Linked DNA regions of Sus scrofa: all the other regions are linked to region 2. A link is a contact called in public Hi-C and HiChIP or PLAC-seq data. All regions are on one chromosome and are shown on one strand. The core of a region is the stretch at or near the end of the contact, and the rest is flanking DNA. Distances in the headings are between cores, read along the strand shown. Region 1 holds the start of PPP2R5D (protein phosphatase 2 regulatory subunit B'delta). Region 2 holds the start of SRF (serum response factor). Region 3 holds the start of ZNF318 (zinc finger protein 318). Region 4 holds the start of GNMT (glycine N-methyltransferase). Region 5 holds the start of KLHDC3 (kelch domain containing 3). Region 6 holds the start of CNPY3 (canopy FGF signaling regulator 3).

What was found. Hi-C and Micro-C count contacts between places; a contact is called where the count stands out from the background. HiChIP or PLAC-seq counts read pairs in DNA pulled down with a chosen protein or histone mark.
Region 1: a contact with region 2 is called in a Hi-C map of embryonic fibroblasts, with 2.4 times the contacts expected there. The contact joins the promoter of PPP2R5D here to the promoter of SRF in region 2. A contact is called at or near these places in 1 of 5 promoter capture datasets (fetal liver), 3 of 47 Hi-C or Micro-C datasets (embryonic fibroblasts, fetal liver and heart right ventricle) and 1 of 2 datasets of contacts at active chromatin or transcription factors (alveolar macrophages).
Region 3: a contact with region 2 is called in a Hi-C map of heart right ventricle, with 1.6 times the contacts expected there. The contact joins the promoter of ZNF318 here to the promoter of SRF in region 2. A contact is called at or near these places in 1 of 47 Hi-C or Micro-C datasets (heart right ventricle) and 1 of 2 datasets of contacts at active chromatin or transcription factors (alveolar macrophages).
Region 4: an H3K27ac HiChIP or PLAC-seq map of alveolar macrophages shows a contact between it and region 2. The contact joins the promoter of GNMT here to the promoter of SRF in region 2. A contact is called at or near these places in 1 of 47 Hi-C or Micro-C datasets (fetal liver) and 1 of 2 datasets of contacts at active chromatin or transcription factors (alveolar macrophages).
Region 5: a contact with region 2 is called in an H3K27ac HiChIP or PLAC-seq map of skeletal muscle. The contact joins the promoter of KLHDC3 here to the promoter of SRF in region 2. A contact is called at or near these places in 2 of 2 datasets of contacts at active chromatin or transcription factors (alveolar macrophages and skeletal muscle).
Region 6: a contact with region 2 is called in a Hi-C map of liver, with 6 times the contacts expected there. The contact joins the promoter of CNPY3 here to the promoter of SRF in region 2. A contact is called at or near these places in 1 of 47 Hi-C or Micro-C datasets (liver) and 1 of 2 datasets of contacts at active chromatin or transcription factors (alveolar macrophages).

Annotation. Positions count from the first base shown.
Region 1 is chr7:38,052,905-38,057,163 of Sscrofa11.1, forward strand. PPP2R5D (protein phosphatase 2 regulatory subunit B'delta) reads left to right here and starts at 2,685. Exons shown (of 16, transcript NM_001113451.1): 1 at 2,685-2,970. The coding sequence starts at 2,944.
Region 2 is chr7:38,211,940-38,215,894 of Sscrofa11.1, forward strand. It overlaps SRF (serum response factor), which reads left to right and starts at 1,361. Exons shown (of 7, transcript XM_005666020.3): 1 at 1,361-2,271; 2 at 3,763-3,955. The coding sequence starts at 1,747.
Region 3 is chr7:38,386,052-38,390,271 of Sscrofa11.1, forward strand. It overlaps ZNF318 (zinc finger protein 318), which reads right to left and starts at 2,679. Exons shown (of 10, transcript XM_021098752.1): 1 at 2,218-2,679. The coding sequence starts at 2,679.
Region 4 is chr7:38,036,815-38,040,743 of Sscrofa11.1, forward strand. It overlaps GNMT (glycine N-methyltransferase), which reads left to right and starts at 1,545. Exons shown (of 6, transcript NM_001110419.2): 1 at 1,545-1,793; 2 at 2,762-2,889; 3 at 3,330-3,446; 4 at 3,586-3,728; 5 at 3,828-3,929. The coding sequence starts at 1,588. It also overlaps a transcript of PEX6 not described here.
Region 5 is chr7:38,079,574-38,083,317 of Sscrofa11.1, forward strand. It overlaps KLHDC3 (kelch domain containing 3), which reads left to right and starts at 1,340. Exons shown (of 10, transcript NM_001105314.1): 1 at 1,340-1,403; 2 at 3,537-3,744. The coding sequence starts at 3,596. MEA1 (male-enhanced antigen 1) reads right to left here and starts at 687. Exons shown (of 4, transcript NM_001110429.1): 1 at 652-687; 2 at 1-246. The coding sequence starts at 153.
Region 6 is chr7:38,012,733-38,016,428 of Sscrofa11.1, forward strand. It overlaps CNPY3 (canopy FGF signaling regulator 3), which reads left to right and starts at 2,062. Exons shown (of 6, transcript NM_001110428.1): 1 at 2,062-2,363. The coding sequence starts at 2,189.

The DNA.
Region 1 (4,259 bases), core at 1,435-3,934, 160 kb before region 2:
ACGTTCCAGTGTTTCTTGTCCTGTTTGTTCTATTCCCATCAAACCTGAGGCAAAGACAAAGGAGCTTTACTTTTTCATCTTTCCAAAACCAGTTGCTCGCCCCCCCCACCAATCCTACCTGACTAGAGATCCATTAGAGACGGGTGGGCAGCAGAGGAGGCAGAAGAGAGGGGTTCAAGGCTTCAGTCATGAGTACTAACCCAACATCTGTGCTGTTACTTAGAATCCATCCTTGGCTCCACCTCCACTGCTCCGTATAAGTGTCCTGTGCACTTGGACACTGACTGGCCATACTTCCAGTTAGTAACAACATACTTGCATTTAGAATGATTGGGTTGGTTGGTGGCAATGTACTTTCTGGACCTTGCATTTTGCATTCTCTACCAGCTACTACCCAACTTTCTCCTTTCCTGCATTTTTTTTTTCTTTTCTTTTTAGGGCCACACACATAGCAGCATATGGAAGTTCTAAGGCTAGGGGTCAAATCGGAGCTCTAGCTGCTGACCTATGCCACAGCAACGTGGGATCTGAGCCACATCTGTGGCCTATACCACAGCTCATGGCAATGCCGGATCCCTGACCCACTGAGCGAGGCCAGAGATCAAACCTGCATCCTCATGGATACTAATTGGATTAGTTTCTGCTGCACCATAATGGGAACTCCTCCTTTCCTACATCTTTTTAAAATTTTTTTGTCTTTTTAGGGCCATACCCGCAGCACATGGAGATTCTCAGGCTAGGGGTCGAATCGGAGCTGTGGCCACCAGCCTACACCATGGCCTCAGCAACACCAGATCCAAGCCTTGTCTGCAACCTACACCACAGTTCACGGCAACACCAGATCCTTAACTCCCTGAGCAAGGCCAGGGATTGAACCCTCATCCTCAAGGATACTAGTCAGATTTGTTACCGCTGAGCCACAACAGGAACTCCATTCTTTCTTACATCTTGAAGCAGTCTTCTACCTTGTACATTCTGCATTGCTGAGAATTTTCTGAAAACCTGAAAGGGTGACTATTAGGTTTACATGTTATAAGATATTTTTATCCCTAGAGAGATAAGAAAATACTTTTTTAAGTGTTTGATTATAGTTCCTGGAGGTTACCTCTAGTCCTAAACCTGAAAATGCCTAGTTCCACATCTTCAAAACAGCATGCAAGAATGTACTAGGTATCTGAATTCACAAGGATAAAAGTTTCCATTTGGTAGTTCCTGCCACTTAGAGGGACCAAGGACTGGGAGGATTGGGGTGGGGGGAGTCCAAAGAGGATATGCCTGCTTTACATGGCAGCAGGAAAGCTCCAGGCCTTGGGGCTGTGGTGCTCCTTGAGACCTTAGGAGTGGGTAAATACATCTGGTGTCCTGCCTGGGTCAGCACCCATACAGACACAAATATCCACCCAAAAATAAACATCCTTTCCTCCCAAGCTTTTCCCCTAGCAAATAATGGTTAGCATGCCATCCACTCTTTATTACCTTGCAATTGTCATTAGTCACTGAAAGCCAAATATTACTCCCATACAGAAGATAGTCAGAAGCCTAGATGTGTTGTTTTTACTTCCATCTCCTGTTCAGTCTTCAACCCCCTATAACCTTCTGCTCTTCTGAAATTTTCCTGCGGAGATCGCCTATAACCTTTTAATGGCGGGTTGATGCCATTTGATCTTGATCTTACTCAAACTTTCTTTGGAATCTGACACTATTGACCAAGCCTCTTACACTTCCTTTGCTATTATGACACCAGTTTTCCTCCTACATCTCTGATGGCTTCCAGAAGTCATCCTCAATGCCTCCCTTTCCCATACGGTCCTCCCCACAATCCAATGAATCACTAAATCCTGTTGATACTACACATTTCCCAATTCTGTTCTTCCTTCTCCAAGCCAATGGCCACCACCTTATAACACTGTTCTCCTGAGCAAGGACCACAGGCTTGAACTTTCTCCAGTTTCTTCACTTAGCCAATCTGCTACTGGAGCTGACTTTCTAAAACATATTCCTCCAGCTACCTTTAGGTTTGTATGATTTTTAACATTTTATTTTAATCATCTGTGTATACACCACTGTCAGCTGCACCAGACTGAATTCCTTGAGGGCAGGAACTGATCTTATCTATTAGGACACTGGCTTCGGCAGGGTGGGAAGTGAGGGATGTGTTTCCCCACTCAACAGTGAAGTAGCACTTCCACTGCGTTCCCACGTGCTCAGGTCTAGCAGGTCCCACAACCTCAGGACATATGCAGTAGGAACCGGGATCCTCTTTCCAAAGTTGAAACAAACCCAGGATTCTCATCTTATTTCACCTCGGTCCCGGCCTTCCAGGCTTTCCCTTTGATCCTCCTCAAGCCGTCTAGGAAACAGGAAACGGATGCCCACGAAAACTCCTGGGAGCTTTCTACAAATTTTGCATAGGCAATTAATGCTACGTTACTCAGATGAAAAAAGGTACCCTTCATTTTAGGGCTTCTTTCCCTCAATTCGGACCGGGCGGAGTAGCAGTGGGGAAAGAATAAGAACCACTTTAGAAGGGAACGAGTTGAGAAGAAGGGCCGAGGCTGACGCACAGGAGACGCCAGAGTGCGGCACTGGGTACTAAGCTTGGGCTTCCCCTGACCCCCGCCTCCCACGCTAAGCTCGACCCCCTTTAGGGCGGGACCTCCCACTTCAGCCAATTCTTGGAGCCGAACCCTGGCGGTTTGTACTCTTCCTTTCCAATGAGAAAAAAAAGGAAGCCGCTTGGCTCCAGCGACCAATCGGAGAAGGCGGCTCCTGGTTGTCAGGCAGGTTTGTAAGAGTTCGGGCCAATTGGAGGAGCAGACACCACTCGACCCGGGCGCAGCGCGCAGGCGGTGGCGAAGAGACGCCGAGCGGGCCGAGTGCGGCCGAGCAAAGCCCGAGCCGGAGCGGGGCCGCAGGAGCCGGGCAGGGTCCGGACGGGCCGAGATGCCCTATAAACTGAAAAAGGAGAAGGTGAGCCTGGCCCTTTCCCCCGCGCCTCCGCCTCGGGGCCTGCGCGGAGCTCTGGGAGGGGCCCGAGCCAGGCCCGGGACAGCCTCAGACTGACCCTCCCGTCCGGCCCCCGCAAGACTCCCGGGGCCAGCCCTCCGCCCCCGCTGCTGGTCGCACCCCCAGCTCGTGCCGCAGCTGGGAACGCTCCCTCCCCTTGTCCCGGATAGAGTCCCCCCACATGCACCTCCCTTCCTCTCCGCACGGACCCCCGGCCCAGGATAATCTCCTCCCTTCTGATCCTGCCCCACTCCCAGGTCAGTCCCCTGCTTTTTCTCCCTCATCTCCTCCCCATCCCCCCACGCATTTGCCGTTTGGGACAGCTCTTTATCTGAGACAGCACCTCCCTCCAGAACTAACCCCCCTCCCCACCCCCGCGCAGCCCCTTCTCTTCCCTCTTTTTCTCACCCGCCCGGGCCTGGGCCTCGGCCTACCTTCTCCACCCACCGTCCCCTACAGCCCCCTCTCCCTCCCCGCCAAGCTCCTTGACCTAGAACGGCTCTGCTTTCTCTCTCCTCCACCGAATCTGGCCTAGGCCCCTCCCTCTAGTTCTTCCTTCACACTCAAACTTGTAAGCCAGGACTGAGCCCTTCTTCTGCCGATGGAACCTCAGAACCTCCGTGTCTCTGAGCGCATCCAGAGCAATCCCTGGTGATATAGATGAGGAGACTGAGACCCGGACGGGGGCGGGGCGGGGGGGATGACAGGGGCAGGGACTTGGCCAAGGTCACACAGGCTGCTGGAGGCCCAGCTGTAATATCAGGTCTCCTGCCTTAAAGGCCTCCTGAGTACCAAAGCCCCCCTAACAGGCACCAACCCACTTCTAGGTTCATCCTAAACCAGTCACCTTTCCCCCGGCTGGGCAAGCTCCTCCCCTTATTCTTAATCAAGGATAACCTTTGCATTTTACCTTTTTTGCACCAGTGCTGGGTTTCTCTCTTTCCTGGGCCACACTATCCTCAAATTGGGAATCTGCCCTCACTGTCAGATTAGCTTTCCTTCCTATGGCACAGGCCAGCCACCCTTGGACACCCTTGCTTTTATCTTGGTGTCCTGACACAGGCCATTGCTTGATGTTGTCTTCTTTCGCCTTCCTCTTCTGCCTCCAAACCATCTTCCCCTCTTCTTCATCCCTGTCTTTCTCTCCCCTCTGTTTCCTGCTGTCACTGAGGTCTGACTCAGAGCTGTGGTTTCTTTGAGGTACAGACTCACACAGAGGATGCTAGGATACCAGTTCCATCCTCCCCAGCTGC
Region 2 (3,955 bases), core at 111-2,610:
CTCCAATATACTATTTTAAAATGCTGGTTGCAGTAACTAAATTATTTCACTACCACTACCAACTGCTTTATTTAACATCACAACAAATTTTAAAGCAGGAATCATCACCCTCTCCTATGCCCTTACATACAAGGTGATGTTTTTCCTAGGGATGAAACCACTTAAACTACCACCGCCCTTTAATCTATATCTTATTTAATCTTTATTAAGAACCTCTTGGGATGGGTACCAACAAGGAGAAATATGGAGTTTGGAGAGGTCAAACACTTGTTTCCAGACACAGGGCTAGGAAGAGACAGCTTCCCGAATTTAAGAATTTCTGTAATAGGAAATCTCAATCTTTTTTCACTGCCTTCGAGCTAAGAACTAGACCCAGACCCCAAACCTGGGTTTTGCAGCACTCCAGTCTGTTTTTTTTTTTTTTTCCCCATGGGCTTTTCTTGGTTTTCAGGAGAAGGGTTATATGTGTGTGTACGCGTGTTCACTTGCTTGCTTAAACTTTCTGCTTGGCCATACTTTTTCCCAGGCCTCTGCACTGGCTGAGGGGTGGGCTTTATCTCCAGGACCACCCTCTCCTCTCCAGCCCAGCCTGCAGCTGGAAGTCTTCACAGATCTCTGACCCTCCTCCCTGCCCCCATTGGGGACCGGGAAGCGGACTGTCTCCCCCAGTCTTTTCCAGATGTGTCTGCCAAAGATCCTCCCTCCCTCCCCTGCCCCCAACCCAACCAGTATAGAGGATGATAAATGAAGATCCGGGAGCCGGCCTGGTGGGAAAGTGCCGTCGCCTTGGAAAGAGAGGGAAAGGGAAAGGAAGTGGAGGGGGGAGGGGAAGCAGTGGTGTCGAGAGGTCCGGGCGCGACAAGTCTGGATATTGGGGACTCAAGTCCCCTCTGCCGGGCCAGTAATTTTGAGTCCCTCAGGAAGGCATGGGGAAGTGCTCTCCTTTGGAATTGGGGGTGCATATCATTAACTGCACCCCGCACAATCCACTGAAGGACTACCCCAGTGTTAGCTTCCAGACTTTCCAGCGCCAGGTTCCCAGTGCAGTGCTGCTCCCTCTTCTCTGCAAGACTGCGCTCCAGTGCTCTCCCAGATTTCCTCTCCACAAGTTCCTCTCAATTCTCTTCACCATTCTCTGGTCACGGAGGCGGAGTCGTGCCTCTTAGCCTGTTCCTTTAAGAGGCGTCGGCTCCTCCCTCTTTGGAGTCGCCGTCTGACGCTGGATGACAGCAGCGAGTTCGGTATGTCTATGCAAATAAGCGCCCGCTGTGGGCCAATGGACAGCGGAGGTGCCGGAACCGCGGACCAATGGGGCGGGGGTGCAGGGGCTCACCATATAAGGAGCGGCCTCGCCATAAAAGGAAACATTGTATCTCTTTATATGGGGGGAAGGGTCGGGGGATCCCTCGCCGCCAGCGCGTGGTCCCGGCCCCCTCCACCCGCCGTCTCGGCCGCGGCCAGCAGCCCCTGCCCCCCGGGGGACGCTGACGGCTGCCGGGCGCGCCGCCCTAGCGTACGGACAGGGGGCGCTCCGCGCGGCCTGGGGCAACCCGGGCCACAGGGGCAGGAAAGTGAGGGCCCAGGTCGGCCCGGGCGTGCAGGGGCCCCGGGTTCGCAGCGGCAGCGGTAGCAGCGATAGCGGCATTAGCAGCAGCGGGAGCGCCGGGTTGAGCCGGGAAGCCGATGGCGGCGGCGGCGGCTCCGATTCCTCGCTGACTGCCCGTCCGCCCTCCTGCACTGAGCGCCATGTTACCGAGCCAAGCTGGAGCCGCGGCGGCGCTGGGCCGGGGCTCGGCCCTGGGGGGCAGCCTGAACCGGACCCCGACGGGGCGGCCGGGCGGTGGAGGCGGCGGCGGCGGCGGGACTCGCGGGGCTAACGGGGGCCGGGTCCCCGGGAACGGCGCGGGACTTGGGCCGGGCCGCCTCGAGCGGGAGGCTGCAGCAGCAGCGACAACCACCCCGGCGCCCACCGCGGGGGCCCTCTATAGCGGCAGCGAGGGCGACTCCGAGTCGGGCGAGGAGGAGGAGCTGGGCGCGGAGCGGCGCGGCCTGAAGCGGAGCCTGAGCGAGATGGAGCTCGGCGTGGTGGTCGGTGGGCCCGAGGCGGCGGCGGCGGCCACCGGGGGCTACGGGCCGGTGAGCGGCGCGGTGAGTGGGGCCAAGCCGGGTAAGAAGACTCGGGGCCGCGTGAAGATCAAGATGGAGTTCATCGACAACAAGCTGCGGCGCTACACGACCTTCAGCAAGAGGAAGACGGGCATCATGAAGAAGGTACCGGGCCGGGAGGCTAGCCGGCCACAGGGGACCGGGAGGGTGGGGACGCGCAAGGGGAACCCGGGAGGAAGGCAGAGTCGAGGCGGAGGTGAGAGGCGGAGAGTCCGCCGGAGGTGTGTGGGAGGGGATGGCTGTTGCCCTGGGAGGGTAAAAGGGGAGGGGCCGCCAGGGAAATGTGGGGAGAGGGGAGATTCTGCCAATGTCCGGAAAGGAGAGGAAAGGTGCCGAGGTGGGAGGGACGGGCGTGAGAGAGGAACCCGGCCCTTGCAAAGCAGAGAGATGAGGAGTGGTAATGCGAGGCGCGGGGCTGCCAGGAAGGTGGTTGATGAGACCCGGGGGTCACTTGGTCCAGTGCGCTCTGGTGTTCCGGGAGGGCGCTGGAAAAGCAGGGAGCAGAAGAGAATGTACGAGGGTGAGGAGGCTGGAACTGCATAACAACAGTGAGCGAACATGTGTGGGAGGAAGGTGGGCATCACTATAGAGTAGCGCTGGTTGGAAGGAGGAGGGTAGGGCTGATGACCCATTGGGGCTCAAGAGCCCCAGGTAAGGGAGCTGAGCAGGAGATCTGATGCTGCCCTGGGCATCAGAAACCAAGCCCTGCAATGGCCATGTGTCTTCCGTGCACACACTGGAAGCTGGCACACTCCCTGCAAGACAGGCTTCAGAACCATTTGCCTTTGGGACAAATAGGATTTCCAGCCCTAGGGGAAAATCTGTGTACAGAGTCTGGGAAGAAGGTTTGCACAGGAACCTAGAAATTCCTCCTCTCTAGATGATTACCCAGGGAAAGGGATGAAGAAGGGAGCTGTCTTGGGCTATAGAAGATATGCGAAGGGATGGAAGCAGAGGAATTATCTGTGCCTTATAGAAACCAAGGCTGCTTCCAGTGGGCTGTAGAACTTTGTTGGGAATGAGGATGCCACCTAATGGGGCCATCCTTGAAGATCCCCTTCCTTTTTCCCTTCCAGGGAGAACGGGGAGCACTGTATTATAGAGCAGGACAAAATGGCAACAGGTTAGAACCTGTGCAGTTTCTGGGACGAAACATGGGACTTTAGAGCCTAAGTGGCCCCTTATCCCCAACATTTATGTGACTTCCAGTGTAGTAGCCACTTCATCCTGGTCCCTGTGATGGTGAGGAGGTGGTGGATGCTATCTCTTCTTGAGGCTCTGGCCACCAAGCTATAGTGAGGAGCCGTTACCCAGGTCCCTCCAAGTCTGCTGAGGTTATATGTTCTGTCACCAGAAGCAGGGACTATTTGCTTGGGGTATCTGCAGGGTAGTGGGGCTACTACTCAAAGAAACATGTGGTTTCTCTGCTCTTCAGCTCACCTTCAGATAGGACCTTCTTAGAGTCACAGGAGCAAAAGGTCATTATGGGAGTGGGGGCTGGAGATCACCCTGTACTTCCCTCTCTTTCCTACTACCCAAGGAAGGTAGAGATGAAAAATTTTGCTGACCTACCTATCTCCTCCCCCCTACCCCCAGGCCTATGAGCTGTCCACGCTGACAGGGACACAGGTGCTGTTGCTGGTGGCCAGTGAGACAGGCCATGTGTATACCTTTGCCACCCGCAAACTGCAGCCCATGATCACCAGTGAGACTGGCAAGGCACTGATTCAGACCTGCCTCAACTCGCCAGACTCTCCACCCCGCTCAGACCCTACCACAGACCAGAGAA
Region 3 (4,220 bases), core at 1,429-3,928, 180 kb after region 2:
TTATCATTTTCTTAGATGAAAGCCCATACTTCCAACCCTCCCCATCAGTGATCTTTCATTTCCTTGTACCAGGCATGGGGCTAGAGGAGTGAATTAAGTCTGCTCTCAGGACCTACACATTTCCAGTGAAGGAGGCAAGCCAAAAACAGGTTAAAAAAAAAAAAGTACTTCTGATAGCGCTATAAAGTGTTATAAAGTCATTAAAACATGACACACAAAAGACACTGGGAGAAAGGAGCTATTTCAAATAAGATGGTTACAGAAAGCCTTCTGAGGTGATACCATTTAACCTGAAGCCTGAATGATGAGAAGTCAGTCTTTCGAAGAACAGACAGATGTTTCAGGAAAAAAGAATATGCCCTATAAAGAGTTTAGCATGTTCTGGGCAACAGAAAGGTGGCCAGTGTGATTGCAGCAAAGTGACAGGAGAAGATGGGCAGAAGCCACAGTTAGGAAATTTGGATTTTATTCTTAGTGTAATAAAAACCCATAGAAAGGTTTCAAGCAGGGAAGTGATATGATCTACTACATACTTCCTCCAGATTGTTCATACCCCCATCTTTTTCAGGTCTTTATTAAAAAGCCACCTTCCCAGAAGGCCTTCCCTGGCTACCCTACTGAAAACTGTAACTCCTTTCTGTGTTTTCTTTTTCTTAATACTTAACCATACTTAACATGCCAAAACATTTTACTTCTGTCTTATTTATAATCCAACTTCCTGTTAGAATCAAGCTCTATGAGGACAGGGGTCTTGACTAGTTTGTTCACTATTGTATCCCTAGTGCCAGAAGAGCATGGCAGATGTTCAACAAATATTTCTCAAACATATAAAATGTAGATCTTTAAAAATCATTTTGATTGCTGGGTACAGGAAAAAAAACTGGATGGTAATAAGTGTGGAGTGTAATGCCATTATCTGGGCAAGTGGTAATACAGTTTAGACTAGATGACAGCAGGAGGACAGTTTTGGGGATGTAGAGGTGACAGATGAAGTTATTCTTACAGATTGGGAGAAGGGAGATGATAACTGTTTCTGGATGGGCAATGGATGATATCATTTACTGAGACAGAAAAGACTGGAGCAAACGGGTTGTGCACTGGAGAAGAAAGGGGAGGCTATGGAAACTGGTAGTTTTCTGGTTTCCTTACTTTCTCAGTGGAGACTAACATTCAAACTTTACCTGCTCAGCTAAGAAAATCTCAATACAGTGACAAGTCAAATTCACTTGTAACCAGAGTACCCAGAGCACTTGGCTACTGTCAGAGAGCCACTCAAGCAAAGAGAAATGTTGTCACTAGGATTTAAAAAAAAAAAAAAAAAAAAAAAGATTGGTGAACCAAATTCCAAAACACCAGATCCTGCCCAAAGGCTCTATTAGGATGGTGATTGTGGTGGGACGTCAATGTTACATCTAAACTAAACTCCTTTACCTCATGGTCTGTCCCTTTAGCAGGGAAACATAACAGTTAAACTCAGTGTTGGGAAGCAAGCATAAATGAATTGAATCACACTCCACCACTTCTTCGCTGAATGGCTTTAAGTTACTTAAACCGCTCTGGGTTCCTCAGCTCTTAGATAAGGAGGTACCCTCATATCAAAGGGTTGTGAATGTTCAAAGAGAATGTTTTAAAGTGAGCTAAGCATCATTCCTGTCACATAATTCAGTAAGTGGCAGCAGCTATTAAAACGACTGTGGGTACACACATTTCGATTTCGGGGAGCTAACAGTTCACATATTCTAGGTGTCTACTCTGGGGCGGTACAAGCCACCCTAACTAGCCACAAAGACATTTCAGCCTTTTTAAGATCCAGGGAGCAGCTGAGGTCTAGGAGGATACAAAACCACGGAACTCAGAGGACACCAACTATTGAAAAAGTACCAGGCTGGGAGGAGATTCCCCTCGTCCCGGGAAACTTTTCCACACCTCACCCAGAGTGAGAGAATCGGCTTATTCCCAGGAAATGCAGCACTGCCTCCCAACCCGACGCCCGGGCGCGTCCCGAATCCGTTATTGTGCAAATGAAGCTGCCGGGACTGACCGGGAACCTCCCGGTTCGGGCGTCTCTAAGGGGGCCCGTGGGGGCGGAGGGCCTTGGATGTGGAGACCCCGGCCTGGAGGCCTCGGGGCGCCCGAGCTGCGGGCGCCTCTGGAAGCGGGAACCCGGGGCAAGGCGGCTGGAGTGTGGAGGGAGTCCCGGGCGAGGGGTGGGATTACCCGGCTGCCGCTGTCGCCTGGATGGTCTCCGCGGCCGTCCCGGGCGAAGTCGGAGCGGGAGTCCCCCCGGCTGCTGCCTCGGAAACCAGCCGAGCCCGGCGGGAAGAGTCGTCGGCCCCGCGGCGGCGGCGACGACGGGGAACCGCGACGGGCCCGCGGTGGGGACGGTGAGACGCGACGACCCCGCGGTGGGGACGGCGAGGCCCGGCGGCCGCGGGGCGGGGACGGGGAGCCGCGGCGACCCCGCGGCGGGGACGGCGAGGCCCGGCGGCCGCGGTGCCCTGAGGGAGAGCGGGGCCGGCGAGCCGGCGTCCGCGACGAGGAGGAGCCGGAGGACGGCGGCGAGGTGCGACGAGCCGGGCCTGAGGAGGAGCCGGAGCTGCGGCCGGTGCGCGGGCCGCCCCCGCCGCTCTCTTTAGGCCGGTGCGAAGAGACCGAGGAGCGGGCGCCGCTGCGGTACATGGCTCCGGCAGCCGCGGCCACGGCAGCAGCTCTGACCGGGGGCGCCCTGAACGCGAGCCCCCAGCGCGCCGCCGCAGCTGCAGCCGGGGCAGCCACGGCCGCCGCGCGCCGCCCCCACAGCAGGCGCGACCCCCTCCCCTCGGCCCCGCACCGCCCCTGGGGCCCGGCCGAGCGCGCCCCCGCGGCCGCGGCTGGCGGTTGGAGGGCGAGCACGCGCCCGACACACCCCCCCGCCCTCCGGGGCTCCCCGCTCCTCCACTCAGGGAGCGGCCACAGGAGCCCGAAGTTGGGAGGAGCTCGGCGGGCGGCGCGAGGCTGGGCGAGCGGAGGGGAGGGGAAGCGCGCGACCAGCGCTCCTCACGCTCCGCCTCCACACGGGCAAGATGGCGGCCGCTGAGCCGCCCACTTCCCCTCCCCCCCGGCGACCACGTGACCCCGAGGGCTCCGCGCGGGGCTGGCCTAGCGGAAGGAAAGGGATTAGCGCGAGCGAAGTCGGCTTTTCTGAGGATGCTCAAGGCCTCGGGAAGCAGCGGGCTTCGAGGGTGCTGGACCGTCTTTGCTCTCCTGCACCCTATTAATTTACATCAGGACCACAAATGGTTATAAATGATGGTACTATAAGTAACCGCCAAAGCATTAGGTAAAACGAAGATTACCGCACCTGGGCAGGAGCAACCATAAGAGTCCTGGCCCCCACGGAAGCCGCTGACAGCGGTCAGTTAGTTTACTTTTCAGTTTGCCTGTTTTCTAGAGGGTGAAATTGAGTATGGGGACGTGCGAAATGGGGGCCGATTCCGGAAGGAGAGTCAAACCCAAAGCAAACATACGAGTAACACAGTCGCTGTCTCAACCAGAACACTTACTGGGTATGGCTGGGGGAGTCACTGCCAGGGGTCTACGTTATGACAGATTGGAGGCCTGGAGAGTTTGGGGGAGCAATTCAGAACCCCACGCCCAACCCCGCAAGTTTATGACCAGAATTTTCCAGGATGCCTGGCTATAATGGTAGTGTCCAGTCTCAAGGTCCTGCATGCCAAGTTCAAAAATGAGGAAAAAGATGACATATAAAAGAACAACAGTGAAAATATGAAAAACAATGTTGACCCTAACCAGCTAAACTCTTCAAAGTACAGTAATGGCTTGACAGTTTTCTTCTATCAGCTAGAGACGCAAAACCTGAAATTGATATGAAAATCAGGGTTTCTGACTCCAAAGCAAAGACAAAGAAAAAAATGATTGTAAAAGATTACCGTTCTCTAATTTATATTTTTCTATTTTTTAAATATATTTAAAAATATTTTAAATATATTTCAGATGTTTTTAAAATGGCACTTGCTTACATTATAGCTCGGTAAAAATGAAGTAAAATTTTTATGAGGTGATTTTTCTCATACTCAGCTTTCTTCACTCAGTATTACTTGCTTGCTCTGTATAGGCGTTTGAATTCCAATTCCTGACTTTTGGATTTTGTGGCTTAAGGAGGCCTTCAGTGTGTCAAGGTTATTAATATATTCTTCTACATATTTTTAACACTTTAATGA
Region 4 (3,929 bases), core at 295-2,794, 170 kb before region 2:
AAAAAAAAAAAAAAAAAATCAAGACTTCTCTCGTGGCTCAGCAGATTAATGATCTGTTGTTGTCACTGCTGTGGCTCTGGTTATAGCTATTGTGTGTGTTTGATCCCTTGACCCTGGAACTTCCTCATGCCAGCAACCTAAAAAAAAAAAAAAAATCATACTGTAAACTCCCCACAACAGTGTCTTTCTCAGCCTGCTGCCAAAGACCTGTCTGTAGGGCCAGTGTGAGCACAAGACTCCACTACTGGGGCATGGGCTGACCCATCTGAGGGGCCTAGGTGCTAAAAAATAGAAAGATAAGAATGATGACCTATCTTTGGGGTTTCCCCAGCTCCAGGATTCTATTGATGGTAAAAGGGGCAGCGGATGGGAGGTTCCTTTGTTCTAAATTCCATACCTCGGCACTTTCTGAAGCCAAAAGATAGGTGAGGAAGGCTGTTCTTGCTGTCTTGGGCTTCCCTGGGTGGCACCACCTTCCTGAATCTCAGTCCAGGGTCTTGTCCAGGAAGAGACCTGTTTTGGGGAGGAGGGTGGCTGACACTAACCAAACCAAATGACCAATTTATGAGGTGATAATGAGCGATATAAGAGCAAGAGCAAGCACTTCCACCCCTCACTCTGGACTGCCCAGTCTGTGGGCACCTCTGTGGAAAGCAGCCATTAGTGGGGTGCTTGGTTAGAGAGGAACTGGAATCAGACTCCATCTCAAGTGGCTCAGGGAAAAGCTTGATGCATCAGCTACAGGACAGAGGAGCACCTGCCCCCAGATGGGTGGGATGACCCCTTGGGCCAGAACTGCTCCTAGACTTGGATGGCCAAGCCAGCATCATCCCCAGATACTCCCATCCCTCCCTTCGCTGGCTGACCAGGCCCTCTTTGGGCGGGGCAGCCCTTCTTTATATATGCTAATAACCCCCACCCTACCTCCCCACCTCCCCCCCCAGTAGGGACGGTTTTGCCCTGGGCACTCATTGTGGACTGTGAAGTTTCTTTCCAGCTCCCGCTTCTGTTTTTTGTTTTTGTTTTTGTTTTTGTCTTTTTGCTATTTCTTGGGCCGCTCCCGCGGCTTATGGAGGTTCCCAGGCTAGGGGTCGAATCAGAGCTGTAGCCACAGGCCTACGCCAGAGCCACAGCCACGCGGGATCCAAGCCGTGTCTGCAACCTACACCACAGCTCACGGCAACGCCGGATCTTCAACCCACTGAGCAAGGGCAGGGACCTAACCCGCAACCTCATGGTTCCTAGTCGGATTCATTAACCACTGCGCCACGACGGGAACTCCCCAGCTCCCCCTTCTGACCCCTCCTAGGTTCCCCTGGGACCTGGCTTAAGTGGGCAGGGGTTGGGAAGGTCCTTTTGCGCCGAGGGATCATCCACAGGGCAGGATCCTCAGGCAGGCGGGAAGGGCTGGTCTAGGATTGCCAGGCAGCGCCCTCCCAGCGTGCCTACCCGGGCAGCCGCGGCTGCGGGCCCAGGGCCCAGCAGGGGCGTGTCCCCGCTCTCACCTCCCATTGGGCAGGTGGGGCCGCCGGCAGGGGCGTATTATAAATGCAGAGCGGGTGGCTGCGGAGCCAGGCGCCTCGCAGGATGGTGGACAGCGTGTACCGGACCCGCTCCCTGGGGGTGGCGGCTGAAGGGCTCCCGGACCAGTACGCGGACGGAGAGGCGGCGCGCGTGTGGCAGCTGTACATCGGAGACACCCGCAGCCGCACGGCTGAGTACAAGGCTTGGCTGCTCGGACTGCTGCGACAGCACGGCTGCCAGCGAGTCCTCGACGTGGCCTGTGGTACCGGGTGAGCCCGGACGGAAGCCAGGGACCTGGGATGAGCAGGCATCCGGGGGCCAGGGGGAAAGAGGAGCCGGGAGGACACAGGCGACGGGGGACGGGGTCTGCTCCGGCCGGGGTCGCCCGACCGCAGTACCACAGCGGGGCACGTCGGGCAGCCTCCTCCGCCGCTGCCGACCTAGAGCCAGGCAGGGGCGCGACGCCAGGGGCCAGGAATGAGTGTTTACCCAGGCAGAACGAGGAGCAGGGCGAGGCCGACGGCAGGAGGGGGCCGAGGAGACCCAGGGTGAGAGCGAGGGTGTGGGCACTGTGGGTGGAGAAGGCGATCTCGCTGGGGCGGCGCAAGGACCCAGGCTTTGGGGCTTGGAACCCGGCTCCAGGGTCATTCCAGGGTCATTCCCCGGTATGATGGCCTCCGGCAGCGTTAACAGTTAACGCTTGTTTAACATGTGCCCCTGCCAAAGCACTGTACCAGGTGCTTTTGATACATGAGGTTTTAAAATCCTCACAAAACCCCATGAGGTGGGTAGTGATAGCTGTTTACCGTTGTAGGAATTTGGCCTCAGAGAGATAAAGGTGGAGAGGAGATGCAAACCCAGATGGGTTAGGGTCTGGCCTGTGCTCTAAACCCCCATGTTACACTGCCTCCTGTGCTCAAGTTACTTAACATCCAGAAGCCTCAGCTTGCCCCATCTCTCGAATGGGGATAAGACCATCTACCTTACCGGACTGCAATGAGGATTCATGTGCATTTGTAGAATGCCTGACTTGGAATAGGTGCTAAAACACAAAAAGGGTGCTACCTGATGATGAGAATCAGATATGCCAGGTCACTGAGGTCAGTGGAGAGAGCCTGGGGACAGGCAGAAAAATGGACTCTGAGGACCTGAGGAGACAGAAGTGTCCGGCACAGGGCCTCCTCCTTGCCTTCCCTGACCACCCCTCTCTGCCTGTTGGGATTCTGGTCCTGCCCAGGGTGGACTCCATCATGCTAGTGGAAGAAGGCTTCAGTGTGACAAGTGTGGATGCCAGTGACAAGATGCTCAAGTATGCACTTAAAGAGCGCTGGAACCGGCGGCATGAGCCTGCTTTCGACAAGTGGGGTAGGCAGCTCCAGCCAGGTCCCCTCGGCCCAGCCACCAAGGACACTGTTCTCTCTGCTCTGGCTCCTTTAGCTCCTGTGGTGGGGGGTTTTGTTTTCCTCAAGGGGGACAGTAAAATCCCTAAAAAGGGAGGCTTAGGCACAAGAACGAGGTATTGACTATGCTAGTTTTAATTACCTTTATAGTATCTTATCCTTCTCCCCCAAAAGAAACCCATAAGCACAGGGCCCTCCTTCCCCACCACAGCTTCCTATTCCCCTGACCCCTCTTCTCCTTCACCCTCCATGTCCATGATGATCCCCTCCCTCGGGATCCCCTCCCCTGGGGAGGCCCTGTGTGTATCTAGAAGGGGAAAGAGAGGCAAGACTGCACTTGGTGGACACGGGTGCTGCTTGTACTGTGGTACCAGCCTGTTCCCTCTTCCCTTTCCTGGCCCCCAGTCATTGAAGAAGCCAACTGGATGACTCTAGACAAAGATGTGCCCAAGTCACCAATGGGTGGCTTCGATGCTGTCATCTGCCTTGGAAACAGTTTTGCCCACTTGCCAGACTGCAGAGGTGAGAGGGTGTGGCCTTGGGCGTAGACCCTGCTTTGAACCATACCCTTTCCAGACGCAGGGGGAAGGAGAAAGATGGGAGGGAGACTGGTGCCCGGGCCCTGAGCAGACGCAGCCTCTCTACCCTTCCTGGAGTTCAGGGGACCAGAGTGAGCACCGGCTGGCCCTGAAAAACATCACAAGCATGGTGCGGTCAGGGGGCTTGCTGGTCATTGATCATCGAAACTACGACCACATCCTCAGCACAGGCTGTGCACCCCCAGGAAAGAACATCTACTATAAGGTGGGGCCCCTGAGGGAGGGAGGGCCCAGAGTGGGAGGTGGGCTCTCTGGGCCCCACCAGAGTTGCAGAAGCTAACACAGCTGGCACTCCCACCTGCAGAGTGACCTGATCAAGGACATCACGACATCTGTGCTGACAGTGAACAACAAGGCTCACATGGTGACCCTCGATTACACGGTGCAGGTGCCGGGGACTGGCCAC
Region 5 (3,744 bases), core at 90-2,589, 130 kb before region 2:
TGTTCCTGTTTCCTCTTGCTCTTCCTCTGGCTCCTCACTGCTCCAATCCCCAGTGCCTTCTGTAGGGCCCTGGTGTGGCCCGAGTTCTTCAGTCTGATTGGGGAAGATACGTTCAGGACCCATGATGTCTCCCCCTAGAACTACTGCTGCCATCGGGCAGGGGCTGCAAGAACATGGAGACAGGAGAACAGAGATCAGACAAAATTAGGCCCAGCTTTAGCCTGTCATCCAGTCCCGTGCGGTCTCCTCCTGCGCCCACAAAACATTGAAACGCCCAAGTTTCCTGCACCCCACAACACCTCTCCTGGACTCTCCACCTCTTGAGCTGGCTCTTATCTCCAACCAAGGCCCACTTGCCTTGCTCCGACAATTCTTAAATAACAGCCCAAGCGAAGGCCATGCCACCTTCCAAAAGACACCCCTTCGGGAACGCCCTCCCCCCCGCCCCATCCACTTAGGAACTCCGGGTCACCAAACAAGCTCCCCTAGACAAGGCATACCCGCCCCCTTCTCTCCTCTCTAAGGGATTTCCCTCTGTACCGCCTGATAAACGCCCTTCGGACCCCAGGAGATCCCTTCAAATGGCCCCAGATGTGGCGTCCCCGACCCGCCCCCACCAATTCTCGGCGCCGGTATTTGCGCGCGCCTCACCCGCTCAGAGCCCGCGGCCGAACCCCGCACCTTCACTTCCGGCGAGGCAGGACGTTCCGAGGCGGCCCCGTCCTCCAGCCCCGCCCCGCCGCGCTCATGATTGACACGAGTGAAGGCGAAGGGTCCGCCCCTTGCTCCGCCTCCACCATCTTCTCGCCAAACAAAGGACTACATTACCCGGTAGGCCCCGCGGTTGTTTGTGTTTGGTTTTGTTTTGTTTTGTTTTGTTTTTTTTAATTTTAGGGCCGCCTGTGTAGCATATGGAAGTCCCCAGGCTAGGGGTTGAATCGGAGCTACAGCTGCCCGGCCTACACCACAGCCACAGCAACACGGGATCCGAGCCGCGTCTGTTACCAACACTGCAGCTCGTGGCAAGGCCGGATCCTTAACCCACTGAGCGGGGCCAGGGATCGAACCCTCATCCTCTTGGATACTAGTCAGGTTCGTTACCACTGAGCCGCAACGCGAACTCGGCCCCGCGGTGTTTGATAGGTATAAGCACATGCGCAGACTCCTCCGACTCCTGCCCATCCTTCAGCCCCTCGCGTTCCTCCCGAAACCGATGGACTACAAATCCCGGTAGACTTCCGGCACTTAGAGCTGAATGCACGTGCGCTTACAGCTGCCCGCCGGAAGGACCGAGCCTGGCTGTGTTTATCTCGTTGGAGATCCAGTCGGCAGTTGGCGGGCAACGGGTTCAAAGCTGCAGGCAGCGCGAGGACCCGCGGCCCCGCCCCGGCCCGGCCTGGCAGGTAGCCCGTGGTGGGTTGAGGGACGAGGAAAATCATAGGGGATGGGGACGCCGATGCCTAGAGCTGAATTGTGGGGGAGGGGCCGGAGACCGATGAGGTGGGGGTGGGGAGGGGGATGACGGGAAAGGAGAGTGTTAAGGGGGAAAGAAGGGCTGGGGGAGGATGGTGGGGAAAGCGATGGGAGAGACCTGGTAACTGGAGAAGGCACTGAAGGGAACTGGAAGGAAGACTGGGTTAGGAGGAGAATGGGAAAGCTGAGGATAATGGAAGAAAAGGGCGGGGGTGTCTGGTGTTGTGGGGGCAGGGAGGTTGGAATGACTGGAAGAAGACCCGGATAGCGTCATATACAGGGAGGAATATCTCTGGCCGAAAGGGGTCAGGGGATGTTAGCTTGTTTCCCCCCTATCGAAAGAAGGAAAATGGAAGGCTGTCGGGGTGGAGCTTGGAGTTGTGGGAGAAGGAAAAAGCAGAAAACTGCAAAGCTCTCAAGAGATCTGAAAAGGCCAGAAACGGAGAGTGAAAATTGCAAGAGAATAGGAAGGGGGGCAGGTCTCTGAAAGGCATGGAAGAAGCTGGAGAATGCCGCAGTGATGGAGCACGGACGGGAGAGCCCCAGGGATCAGAGGCGCCCGGGAGATGCTGGGGCTTGTCTTTCATGAGCTTGAGTTGTCCTTTGGAGAAGACGCTGAGGGTTTTTTCCTCTACCTTTGGATGGAATTGCTTCCCTCTTGCCCAGTGAATTCTTTACTTTACCTTGATATAGCTGAAGAGGAGAGTAGAAGCTGTGAGGGAAGAGGAAGGACCCCCATTCTTAAGCTCTCCAACTTCCTTCCTATCTGTCCCCACAAGCCCAGATCCAAGAGCTTTTGGATTGAGGACGGGAGTAATGAAGTGAGAGTGGTTTCCTGCTGGGGCTATTTCAGGTTTGGCAGAGTGGGGGAGGGTTGGGGGAAGTTGGGTGGGGGCAGGGGTCTGGCAAGCCAGCTCAAAGCCCTGTGTCTTTCTTGCAAGGGACCTTCCTTTACTTGAGCTTTTTCTGTGCCTGAGGTTCGGGCTAGCTCTTCTCTCTGCCAGGGCTTCTTGAACAGGGAGCAGATGATCCACCCAAACCCAGCAGGTGCCTGCCAGCGAAGGCAGTGCCAGCTGCAAGAGGATTTGTCTAACAGAGCCTTCAAATGTACCCATTATCTCTAGGTTGGTGGGTTGTCTTGCAGAGACCATGACCGCTCATGCCTGGGTCTTTTTCTTATCCTGACCAAAGGCATTTTTGTGTTCCTGCTCCTCTCCAAGGCACATCGCCACCCCCATCCCCTTTCAGGGCCCCAAACGGGAAAAGAGCTGCTGGAAACAGCTTGTTCCTTACCACAATGGCAGGGTTGGGCAAGTGGCAAGAGGAGAAAACCCCGCCTCCCCACCCCCACCCCCTCAATCCCCGGCAGACACATACCTTTCTGGCTTAAGTTCTTGGCAGCATCCCAGGCACAGCTGTCAAAGGAACTCATCGTGCCTGTGAGGGGCCCTGGGTGACCCTGCTGACAACAGCTCAGTTGCACAAGAGCCCCCCAGGAGGGGCTAACTGTCCATGGAAGTCCCCGTCCCGGATTCATCCCACCCTGTCCTGGATAGAGGGACTGTTCCTCTCTGAAAGCCTAAAAGCTTTTCAGCTTGGAGACACTCATGCCAGCTTTCAATGGACCGTTTGGGGCTGCCTGGGCTATTCATAGCTCTGAGTATTTTGAGATCCCGCTCCCCACCTCAAAGAGCACACAGATTCTTAGAGAGGTGGCAATAAGCAGAGCAGAGCCAGAGAGAAAAGAGGAGCTTGGGCCTGGCCAGGGACAGGGTGGAGCCTCGGTAAGTAGGAGACAACCATGTTAAGCCCTTTTTCAGCAGCCGAGCTGGCAGTCAGGTCAGAGTGGCCCCACCCTTCACTGTTGGAGAACACAGGGCCGGGGGCCAGCTCCCTGACCTCAGCAGCTCCCTTAGTACATAGCCAGCCACCTGAGCTGCAGAGGGGTGGTGTGGAAGGGCCACCAGGGTGACACTTGGAGGCCAGGGCTAGTCCTGGGCAGAGTCACGGTGAGCCAGGCAAAGGCCTTGCCTGAGGAGCCCACGGTCCTAACTTGTGTGCAGGTAGCAGAGGCAGCAGGCCGTGCCGGGGGGGCATGTGGCTGTAACCAGTGGCCCAGGGGATGTTACGCTGGACGGTGCACCTGGAGGGCGGGCCCCGCAGGGTGAACCATGCTGCAGTGGCCGTCGGGCACAGGGTGTACTCCTTCGGGGGTTACTGCTCCGGCGAGGACTATGAGACGCTGCGTCAGATTGATGTACACATTTTCAA
Region 6 (3,696 bases), core at 812-3,311, 200 kb before region 2:
CAACAGGTTCGATCTGTGGTCAGGAAACTTCCATGTGTTGCAGGTGTGGCAAAAAAAAAAAAAAAAAAAAAAAAATGAGGCTCCCACAATAGAGTGTAACCAGTGTGTTCCCTGCTCACCCAGCTCTTGCAGGAAATCCAGCCTTTCCCAGGGCTTCTTCTCCAGTAATCACCCCCAAGAATCTCTGGGAGCTTTCATGTGAATCCAGATGCCCCCTGGGCAGCATAGGACAGTTTTTGAATTAACGGCCCTACTTTAGTCTTCCTCTCCTCATGGCGGCAGTTGGGAACGATGTCCTAATGCCCCCCCCAATGCACACACACATGATATCACTGACACTCCCAGCTTCCCCGAGCCTCAGTGCCCTCGTAGCTGCTGGTCCATGAAAACCCTCCCGTTATCTTCCACTGCTGATCTCTCATCAGCTTGTAAGGAGATTCTCCGGCCCTTTTTTTGGGTTCTTCAAGGAGAGAGAGGGCACTTCTTCTTGGGATGAATCTGTCCACCATCCCCACAGGGCCTGCTCCTTCCCTAACACAGACAGAGGAAGGGCTAGGCTGTGGGGAAGGGGCATGTCCACCCAAACCCCAGACTTTCTCCAACCACTGTGCCTTCCCGGCTCTTAGCCCAGATGCTGAGCCCAGGGCTCCTGCCAAACTAATTTGTGCCTCAATTAATATCTTCTCAGAGTCCTGTTTGTTTATTCTGGAAGCAGGTGTCCCTTACCTTCAGGGCTCCTCCCCAAGTTGCCCCCATTCCCCTAATCCTGGCCTGCCCCAGACTCAGCAGGAATGCCCACTATGGATGGCTTAACATTATTTCCCAGGAGGGTTCCTGGCCAGACTCTGAGCCTTCCTAAGTCTTAGGAAGCCTAGAGAGGATGGAGGACCTCAGGAGGGTGTCCTGATCCTCTGCGTCCTGATCTATTGTGGAATTCTACACATCACAGCTCCTACCTATCCAGAGGGCCTTATCACCCACACAACTGTTTTGAGCAAGAAGCTAAAATCAGGAAACAACAAGTCAATGGGCTGAGTACCAGTCCTTTCAAGTCTTTATAAAATAGCATAAATATCCAACCTCCAGGAAGGAAACTTGAAGTGCTGGGGAACAGGGGCTTATGGACAAAAATGGAATTTGCAGACAACCTGCAAGAGAAGCAGATTTGGGCTGTTATAGAACACTGAGCAGGGGCAGCCAGAAGCAGCCCCAAAGACCCAGAGTCCTGCTCTTGATGGCACAGGAGAAGGGGGTTTCATTGAGCAATTGCGGTACCAGGCGTCCTGGTGCAGGGGAGGTGGAAGGGAAATACAACTGTTCATTAGTCCTTCTGGGAGCTCAGAATCCAAAGAAATAAATAATAGGGCAGAAAATCAGGAGAGGTTATACACTAAAAAGAAAATCAATGCATAAACTTTTTACAATCTGCTCCATAAGCTTTAATTCTATTAACCTGTTCAAGCTTCCCAGAGAACAAAGCTCGAACAGCAGCTAGGAGGATCACTGTGTCATAACACAGACAAAAGCTGAGGCTCTGAGTGACTTGTTCTAGTTCTCCCTGGGACAAATCTAGAGTTACTGGGCACTAAGAAAGCTGCTTGAAGACTGGGGACTGAATCGTCCTGGTCTCATCCACAGCATCTACTAGAGTGACTGGCAATTACCATCACCACTACCACTACCACAGCAAAATTAAAAAGCAGGTGCTCAGTAAGGGCTGGCTGCATTATAACCGTGGTGGGGCGGGGAGTGACGCGCAAGGAGGCGGAGAAGGCAGTGAAGACACCTTCCAGGACCAGAGCCTTCTTCCCTCTCCCGCAGCCCTAGTCCTCCTGTCCCTCCCAGAGCCTCTGTTAAGGGGTGGGAAAAGATGTTGCCATAGGTCACTGAGGACACTATCCGCTATTTCATTGGCGGAGGTCGAAAAAAGATCGTCCTCCCATTCGCTAGAAGACAAACCCCAAAAAGTCCATTGGCTGCGTAGACCGCAGGCCCCGGTCGGCTCTGGGGGCCGGCCGAGACGGCCAGAGGAGGGAGCTGCCTGGGGGGGCGGGGAGGGGGGTGCTCGCCGTTTTCCTGGTTACGCCGAGGCACGTGTGCAGTCCCGGAAGCGGCTCCGGGAAGCTGCCCAGCGCGCGCAGCGGGAGGAGGTGCAGCCCGGTCCGCTCAGGTCGGGTCCGGCTGGGCCATGGAACCATTACCTGAGCCCACGTCCCGGCCTCGGCTCCGGCCTCGGCCCCGCTGTCTTCTGCTTCTTCCCCTGCTACTGTTGCTGCTGCTGCTACTGCCCGCCCCGGAGCTGGGCCCGAGGGAGGCCCGAGCAGAGGAGACAGACTGGGTTCGACTGCCAAGCAAATGCGAAGGTGAGGGGGCGGGGCCCGCGGGGAGTATCCAGCTGGGGGGGCGGGGCTTGCGGAGAAGGTCCTGGGCTCTGGAGCGAGTCTCCAGTGCAAGAACCTGATGTGTGTCTGGCACTGTGCTGAGCTCTGGGGACAGAGAGGCGGGCGAGAGATCAGATCTTGGTGCACCTGGAGCTCAGAAATCGGTGAAAACAAGCAGTTATAATCGGGTTAGTAAATGCCCTGATGGAGGAGGCACAGGACTTTGGCGGCTGGGTGAGGAGCAGCTAATCTAGACTAGAAATGGGGGGAAAGGCTTCGTCAGGAAGCCCCGAATGATTAGGAGTTAGCCGGGTGAGAAGTGAAGAGAGGGTCCCACTCAGGAAACCACAGATGCAGGGTCTTGCAAGCAAAGGACAAGTTTGAGGAACTGAAAAGATCCGTATGACTAGTCTTGGGGAGGAAAGAGCTTGAGACGCCCCCTCTGTGCCCTCATCGCAAGCTTTGTGTCATTGGCCGTCTCCCCGACTTGCTGTCAGCTCCTGCCGGGGCAGGGACCTCTCTCAGATACCTGTTCACACAGTGCCTGGTAGGCATCCAATAAATGTATTTGGAATAAGTATGAATAAACAGGGGTGGGGGTACTGTGGGTGTAGGTGCAGGAAGGAGGAGGGTCTGAAGCCTGGGGGAACTTAGGGAGGAAGATTTTAGGAATATGGAAAAAGTATGACTCCCAAAGACAGAGGGGTGAAGGTGTGGCACTTGAGAGAGACAGCAAAGAGCGTCAGCACACAATCCAGGACTGTGAAGGGTCTACCTTCCCCCCACCCCTCCATTTCTCAGTTTACTCCTCAGACCTTTACAGATACTCCTTCCATCTCCCTCCACCAACTCCAGCCCCCGCACCCCTGAACGTCGGCTGTAAATGTTTTGCATCTTAATTCAAAGCCTGCAGCCAGCCAGATGTTCCCTAAGCACTCGAATGGGGGTGGTTTGAAAGGCATAATGCTTTCATTGGAGAGATGAAAGGTGAGATGCTTCAGAGATGAGCTGAGCTCACTGGTAGTCTTCCCAGTGTGGGTTCTAGCCTGTACTTTCTCCCTCACTCCCTTAAATAGACAGTCAGAGGGTTATGGTGCCTTCCTTTCACTCTTCCTGTAGCTATAACCAGTGTCTTTGGGGATTTCACTTCCCCTTCTTATTTTCTATCTTATACTGATAGCACAGAGCTCTTACTGCTTCTCATTTTCATACATAGCAGAGGAAGCTCACATTTCTTTTCCTTAGGAGACTCATAGAAGCATAGAGTTGGCAAAGATCTTTTTTTTTTTTTTTTTTGTCATTTTTAGGGCTGCAC